2 separate regions of the Mus musculus genome follow, and region 1 is linked to region 2. Evidence: chromatin contacts called from public Hi-C data. All regions are on one chromosome and are shown on one strand. Each heading gives the region's core, a stretch centred on a gene start, on an enhancer-like site or on the middle of the called end of the contact. The rest is flanking DNA. Distances are from core to core; before and after follow the strand shown.

Region 1 (3,856 bases), core at 931-3,430, 170 kb before region 2:
GGCTACACACCAATCATGCAAAATAAAATAATTTAAAGATCTGCTTTACTATTTAATGTGTTTGCCTGACTTGCTGGAGCCCTTGGAGGTAAAGAGGGTGGGAAATTCCCTTGGACTAGGGTTAGAAAGTTGTGAGCTGTCATGTGGGTACTGGGAATCAAACCCAACGTCAGTCTGCAAGAGCAACAACGATTCCTAACCACTGAACCATCTCTTTAGCCTATGCTTTTGCTTCTTTTGAGACATGAGCCGGGAGACATGATTCACGTAGCCGAGGCAGGCCTTGAACTCATATCTCCTGCCTCAGTGTCACTATTAGAAGCATGTGCCACCACACTTGAAGAGGTAAGCAGTATTACAGCCCTGCTACAGTATTAGTGCTAGTTGTACTTTCTTTTCTCACTTTGTTTTGTGAGAGAGAAAGAAAGAGAGATTAATGTCATGTATGTGAGTACACTATTGCTGTCTTCAGACTTACCAGAAAAGATCCCATTGCAGATGGCTGTGAACCACCATGTGGTTGCTGGGAATTGAACTCAGGACCTCTAGAAGAGCAGTCAGTGCTCTTAACCACTGAGCCATCTCTCCAGCCTCTTCATTTTGGTTTGCTTTTTGAGACTAATTCTTTCTATATAACCCTTGCTATCCTGGAACTCACTATGTAGATCAGACTGGCCTCAAATTGACAGAGATCTGTCTGCCTCTGTCTCCCAAATGCTGGGATTAAAGGCATGTGCCACTACTCTCAGCCTAGTAAGTTCTTTTTTAAAGATTTCCTCATTTTCAGCCTGTAACTTTGTCACATGCCTTTGATCCCGGTCTGAGGCCAGCCTTCTGGTCTACACGGTGAGTTCCAGGACAGCCAGGACTACACAGAGAAACCCTGTCCTGAAAAACAAAAACAAAACAAGATTTATTTTACTTATATGAGTTTTATTTTGCCCGTGAGTGTGTGTGTGTGTGTGTGTGTGTGTGTGTGTGTGTGTGTATACCAAATGTATGTATTGGATCTTCTGGAGTCACAGGTCCTGAGGCAACATATGGGTGCTAGAAACTGAACTTGGCTTGGGTCCTGTGGAAGAGCAGCAGGTAAGTTAAACTGCTGTCTCTCCAGCCTCCAGCACCAGTAAGTTCTTTTTCTTTATTTTTTTATTTTTTGGTTTTTCAAGACATGGTTTCTCTGTGGAGCCTGGGCTGTCCTGCAAGTTGCTCTGTAGACCAGACTGACCTCAAACTCAGAGAGATCTGCCTGTCTCTGCCTCCTCCCAAGTGCTAGGACTAAAGGCGCGTGCCACCACCAGCAGGCTCCATAAGTTCTTTTTATAAAGAATATTCACTTACTATCATTATTTGTGTGTGTGTGTGTGTGTGTGTGTGTGTGTGTGTGTGTGTAGGGGGGCATGTGCGATGGTACCCAGGCAGAGACCAGAGAACACCTCAATGGAGTCAGCTCTTCTACCTTTATGTGGGGTTCCAGTGTGAGTGGCAAGCGCCTTTACCCATGGAGCCAGCTCACGAGCCCAGTGGTGTAAGTTGTTACTGTAGGACTCCCTGATGTTGGAGCATGGGGCAGTCTGATTCCCTAACTGGCAACTTTCAGATTCTCCCCTGCTGTAAAAATGACTGTCAGCCAAACAGCCAGACATCCTACCTACCCTTATGAACCCTCCACAGACACCATGAGGGAACTACATACTCTGGTTGCTTGCTCTGGTTCTTGAAGCTACAGACTATGTCAGAACTATTTCAAAGCTTACACTGGACTTTTTGTTATAACAAGGCTTAGAGAACGCTAATGATCCTGTAGCCACTTCTACCTGGGTTAGAGAGGGAACGTCTTCTGATGGCCTACCGGAGAGCAAGTGCTGGACAGGTGCTAAAGGGCCAAGGCTGTGTGGCTCCTATGAACGTAAGCTTTTATTTGCAAGGGAACTTGGCTGTGATTGGTTTAAACACCTCTCTTCTGGCGATATTACATAGATAAGTGAGATGCTTGAGTCATTTGGTGAGTCAGCTGAGAGGCACCCAAATGCTCTGTGTAACATGGGGGTCCAATACAAGGCTTCCCTCAAGTGATCTTTTCTGGCTTGCTTTTAGAAATAGGGCCAATGAGACAGGAAGCCATAGCAGAGAACGTATTTCGGCAACAAGGGCAGAAGCAGCAAAGCCACAGCATCAGTGGCCGAGTTCAAGCTGCCCAGGCAGCTGGCTGCTTACAGCTGCGGACAACAGCTCAACGGCTGACAGAGGGACAGAGCCGGAGCAAGACCGCCAGCTCTAGCAGGGAGGGCAGAGCTGAGACAGAAGACCAGAAGAGCCACAGGAGAGCGACTGCGTGCACTGGATCTAGGGAGCTGGCTAGCCTTTAGGGCCTAAAGTCTTTCCCTCCCCAGGCCCAGGAGCTGTAACACTGGCTCCAGGTAATTCCTGCTACTCGAGGCCAGAGTGAGAGCTGCAACGTTAGAGGCTGTAACCGGCTTCTATCAAATGCTGAGGGATACAAAAGCTGCCTAGCACCCAAACAGTGGCTTACAACTAGTTGAAGAGTTCAACTAGACGCCCTCTTGTGTGAGTCAACGCCCTCTTCTGGCCACAACGGGTACATACCTGGTACATGGACATACATGCAGGCAAAACACTCATAAACATAAAACCAAATATATAAATCTTAAACAATGTTTTAAACAGTCACACTCACTACAAAGCCAAACCAAAGCTAAACACTGTTCAACCAACTATACTCAGCCTGTTTAAGAGAACAGTGTAACCAACCTTACCATCTTGGATTTCCCATCCTCAGCTTTTACAACCCAAGATAATGTATAGTTTTTGTTTTGGTTTTGTTTTTTGTTTTTTGTTTTTTTCCAAAATTACAGCCTCGGCTGAAGACTGGCAACTCTCTAGCACTTCCTTGGGACGGACTCTAGCATCAGACTGGAACTCCCAGTCTCATGGACTGAGCAACTGCTGGATCCTGGCCTTTCTGTCAGGACCCAGACAGTGTTGGACTCCTTGGATCACACAGCCATGCTAAGACAGACAGACACACACACATGCATGCATGCATGCATGCATGCGTACATGCTAACAGTTCTGATTCTTTATAGAGAACCCTGACTTATACAGCCTCCTCCTTGTAGAGCACCGTGTGAGCTCCCAGCTGTTCCTGTCACCACGCCCTTGCCCACCATCATGGACTTGCTCTGAAACTTTAAGTCCAATCAAACACTTTCTTTTACAAGGTGTCATAGTATTTTGTCACAGCAATAGAAAAGAAGCCAGTACGCGACATTGCACAGATGAAGCCTCATGCCTGGGGGCCACGCTCACGTGGTGCTCAGAAGCCCGCTCACAGCTGTGTGGTTGAAGCACCTACTCCCAATCACGCTTCCGTGCTCCCGCTGGGCAGTTCACTTTGAAGAGTCCATCCCCACCAGGTCCGCCACCCCAGGCACTCCTCTCCAGCCTACCTGAGCATGAAGAGCCACCAGGAGGGCATCAAGCTGAACCTCCAGGGTACGGCTGCTCACGTTCACAGCTGCCTCGAGAATCTGGCCCAGGCTCTATTCAAGACAGGGAGGAGATGGCTTCAGTCCACCTCCTGCCCCCCATGAAGGAAGTGCAGCCCTAGGATGACGTCCAGGAGAGCACTAACACCCTTTAAGACCCCAACAAGGAAGCTATACCTTCCCCTCCTCCAGAATTTGGGGAGCACATTAAGCAATGTGTTTTCTGGGTCACAGGTCACTATGGAAGGGAGAGGGCAGGTCCTCAGGCTCCCATCCAGTGCATGGTAGAGAGATAACCCATAAGCAACATAGTAACCCAACACAATATTTTAAGTTAGGGCTGCTTC
Region 2 (3,771 bases), core at 1,249-3,748:
ATAGAGGGTGAGGCCAACTCCCTGCTTCACTTCTGGGGGGTGGGGCGGGGAGAAGGGAAGGGGAGTGCTTCTTGAGGAAATTTTCCCTTGGGTGGTCTCCTGGTCCTCAGTGTCTTGAGGACATCCGGTTCTCTCCTGGTTCTTGGTGTATGGCCACTCTGAGACCGTATAGTAAGCTTGGGAAAGGGTCCTCTCCTGTATCCATATAGTGCTGCTTAACAGCTGGACCTAGTGTAGATGTGTCCTTGGCCCATAGCTTCTGCACATGTTCCTGGGCTAAACGTGCCCGCCATGCTTACCAACAAAGTCTAGATGTGTTCTGTTGCTGTAAAGAACACCCTGATTTTTAAAAAGCAGCACCGGGGAAGAAGGTTGCATGTGGCTCACGATTCCAGGTCACAGTTCTGGAATTTCTGTCAGGTCAAGGCAAGGACTCGAGGTGCTAGACATTTCACATATACAGCCAAGAACAGGAAACCATGCTGCTTGCTTGCCTGCTCTGGGTTAGCTTTCATGTACAGTCCAGAGACATGGTGCTACACACATTCAGGGTGGATAGCCCACCCTCAGTTAACCAGAAAATCCCTCCTAGACATGCCCACCGACCAAGATGTTTTAGACAATTCCACTCTCAGGCTGTCTTTCCAGATGATCCTAGGTATCAAGTTGATGTTAAAACTAACTAGCAGAGAAGACAGTAAGGGTTTTACATCCAGTTCACAGAAATTCCTGAGGATTTAACAATGGCAGTGACATGAACTGTTCTCTTGCATCTGCGCCTGTGGCAAGCCCTCTAAGTAAAGTACAGTGTGATAGAGGGTGGTTAAGTCCTGTAAGAAGAAAGCATAGAATAGATGAGACAGGCTTTTGTAGAAGCAGACTCTCATATAATTAGTGGGCCCTTTAATAAAAGTAAAACAAGCACAAAGTTGACTATAGGGCCTCAGAAGGAGCTTGGACAACTCAGAGGTCGTTTAAGGTTTTAGCTCCATGTTAAAGATCTCACTAAGGGCTGGGTGAGGGAAATTACGGAGAAGGGATAGCCCCATGTGGCTCTGTGGGGAAGGCTAGGTCATTTGAAGTTAGAGATGGTCCAGGGATACTGGTTTAGGCAAGAGCTGAGACCTGGGAGGTTGGAGCCAAATAAACACCCAGGTGTGTTGTATGAAAAGGGATTAGAGGGATAGGAACTGGGGACAATTAGACTTTAGCTTTCACTGTCATTGGCTCCTGGGATTTGTAGCAGCCGCTGGTCCCCTGTCACCTCTGTGGAGGAGCCACAGTGGGGGTGGCAGAGAAGGAAAAAGGGTAGCATGGTCCTTCAAGAAGTCTTGGAGGCTCTCGATTGTGGGGGAGGTCATGGAGATTCAAGGACTACAGGGTTAGACATATAGACTGGGCAAAACCCCATGATCCTTTGGAAGAACAGCAGAGGTCGAGCTGGCCTGACTGGAAGGTGTGGGTAGAGAGCAGCAGCTCTGGAGATGAAAGAAACAAGCAAGCTATGGGGGCGGACAGGAAAGTGACTTCTCAAGGCACAGCCTCCAATCTGGGCATGCTTGTCCACACCTATATCTCCACCATTCAGGACTGAGAATGACAGAAGAATCCTTTCTAGTTCAAAACCAGTCCGGCCTGCACACTGAGTTTCAGGCAGTCTGGGCTACCGAGTGATACCCGGTATCAATAATAATAATAATAATAATAATAATAATAATAATAATGGCAAAGCTTAGGTGTGAGGCGAGGCCCTCTGGGTCCTGTCTGTGATTCCGGCTCCCCTTCTGTGGAAGGATGAACAGCAGAAAGGCATGTCAGCACAGTGGCTACATCGCGGGCAATGGTGATGAGCAAGGAGCATAGAAAGAAGGACTAGGCAGATGTGGGCTGAAGGGAATCACAAGGGAAAAGCTGTGTTATGATCTGAGCATTAGGCTTTTAAACAGTCACCTTTGTTTGTTTATGCGTGCACCCGCCATGCTGTGGCACACACATGGAAGACAGACAACTTGCAGGAATCAGTTCTCTATCATATGAGACCCAGGGACCAGAAAATTCGTCTCTGGGTTTGAGATTTTGGGGGGCGAAGGGTGGAACTGCTCACCCTTAGCATTTAGAAGCAAGGCTGATTATCCTCTGGGTTTGACGGTTTCTAAGAGCCGGACCCAGCCAGGGGCCAGCCTCTAAGATCAGCGCTGCTCATGTCTGGGACCCAGGGCACAGAAGCCTAGAGATTCTTGGGGTGGGGGGTTGACAGTGTGACTGTATCTCAAGCATCCCATAGGAAGGGTGATTAGCCACAAAGAGAAGCCAAAGAAGAAGAGAAAGTCTAGGAGACATCTGGTCTACCCCACTAGCTAAGAGGCTAGTGGGTGGTTCGGCAGAAAGGTCCTTAGAAGTTCCTTGTGGACTGAGGATTAAGGCTAGAGCAGGAGAGGAAGTTCCTGAACTACTTACAGCCTCTGGCTTAGCTCCTCCCTCTTTCCTGTCCCCAGTCAGTTTCACTTTTGTTTTCCTACCTTAGGCCTTCTGCCTGGGAAGGACAGCAGGCATAACTGACTGGCCTGAGACACTGGCCTGAGACAGCAGGGGTGAGTGTAAATATGGGGTGCTGGGGAGCAGCTGAGAGCGTGGGAGAGAGGACTGGACAGGGGAAGTGAGTGGTCCTCTTCTCCTCCCATGTGTTGCCGCCCAGGACTCTGATGGCAGAGGTGGAGGCAGGGGCAGCCTTGGAGCTCCGGGGACTGCCCCCAGAAATACCAGATGAGCTCATTACTCTGTACTTTGAAAACCACCGTCGCTCGGGTGGAGGACTTCTATTGAGCTGGCAGAGACTTGGCTGTGGGGGTGTCCTCATCTTTCAAGATCCTGCAGGTGAGGAGGTTGAATCAAGAGGTTGCCTGGGTGCCCTGAAGCGTTGCCATCTCTGACACTTTCATCTCTGCTCACAGATGCAAAGAGGGTCTTAGCCCAGGCAGAGCACCGACTACATGGTGTCCGACTGAGCCTGAGGCCAGCCCCACCGCGTGCCCCAGAACGTGTGCTTCTCCAACACCTGCCACCTGGCACTTCACCTCTGAGTCTGGAGCAACATGTTCAGGCCTTGCTGGGTGCTGCAGGACACCCCGTGCAGACTTGCCATGCCCTGGCCAGTCCTCGGCAGGACTGTGCCCTGGTCCAGTTATCCACGCCCCTTTCTGAGGCAGGTAAGAGGCACGTGAGAGGCAGGGCTGGTGGGGGGGGCGGCATAGCTTCTAGTTAAGGAGGGTGCCCGAGTTGATTCATATACTGCCCACAGAGGTCAGTGCCCTGGCAGAACAGGCCCGGAATCTGCCCCTGAATGGAGCCACTGTGTCCTTGGCCTGGGTGCCCCAGACCCGAGCAGTACGTGTGGTGGACAGTGCTTCTCCTGTGGACCTGTTATTGTTGGAGCTCTACCTGGAAAATGAGCGTCGCAGTGGTGGCGGACCCCTGGAGGGTCTGCGCAGCCTGCCTGGGCAGCTAGGCACTGTTATTTCCTTTCAGCAATGGCAGGGTAAGTGGTGTCTGAAATTAGGAGGACCCTTCCTCTACGCTAGAGACTCAGTGTGCTTTCTGTCTTCTCTCTCCCTCCAGTGGCTGAACGGGTGCTGAAGCAGAAACACTGGCTACAGGGCATTGAGTTGAGCCTTGTCCCTCACTATGATGTCTTAGAGCCAGAAGCGCTCGCTGAGGGCGTCAGTGGCAGGGACCATTCAGCTACTCAAGAATCTGGAGTCATTGGTCATGCGC

What was found. Hi-C and Micro-C count contacts between places; a contact is called where the count stands out from the background.
Region 1: a contact with region 2 is called in a Hi-C map of the STO cell line, with 2.3 times the contacts expected there. The contact joins the enhancer-like site here to the promoter of Parp10 in region 2. A contact is called at or near these places in 8 of 39 promoter capture datasets (the 3T3-L1 cell line, the HPC-7 cell line, HPC-7-derived erythroid cells and 4 more), 1 of 484 Hi-C or Micro-C datasets (the STO cell line) and 2 of 9 other capture datasets (adipose tissue and liver).

The regions. Positions count from the first base shown.
Region 1 is chr15:76,408,590-76,412,445 of GRCm38.p6, reverse strand. It overlaps Mroh1 (maestro heat-like repeat family member 1), which reads right to left. Exons shown (of 44, transcript NM_175457.4): 10 at 3,471-3,563. Among named protein-coding and RNA genes, the nearest start is that of Mir6954, 23 kb to the left of the region's middle. Within about 2 kb of position 2,180, at least 1 of the 459 cell types and tissues checked has an H3K27ac peak or open chromatin away from gene starts, as enhancers often do. A contact at or near this core is called in the STO cell line, where this site is marked.
Region 2 is chr15:76,242,167-76,245,937 of GRCm38.p6, reverse strand. Parp10 (poly (ADP-ribose) polymerase family, member 10) reads left to right here and starts at 2,498. Exons shown (of 11, transcript NM_001163575.1): 1 at 2,498-2,591; 2 at 2,696-2,874; 3 at 2,952-3,206; 4 at 3,299-3,535; 5 at 3,616-3,771. The coding sequence starts at 2,703.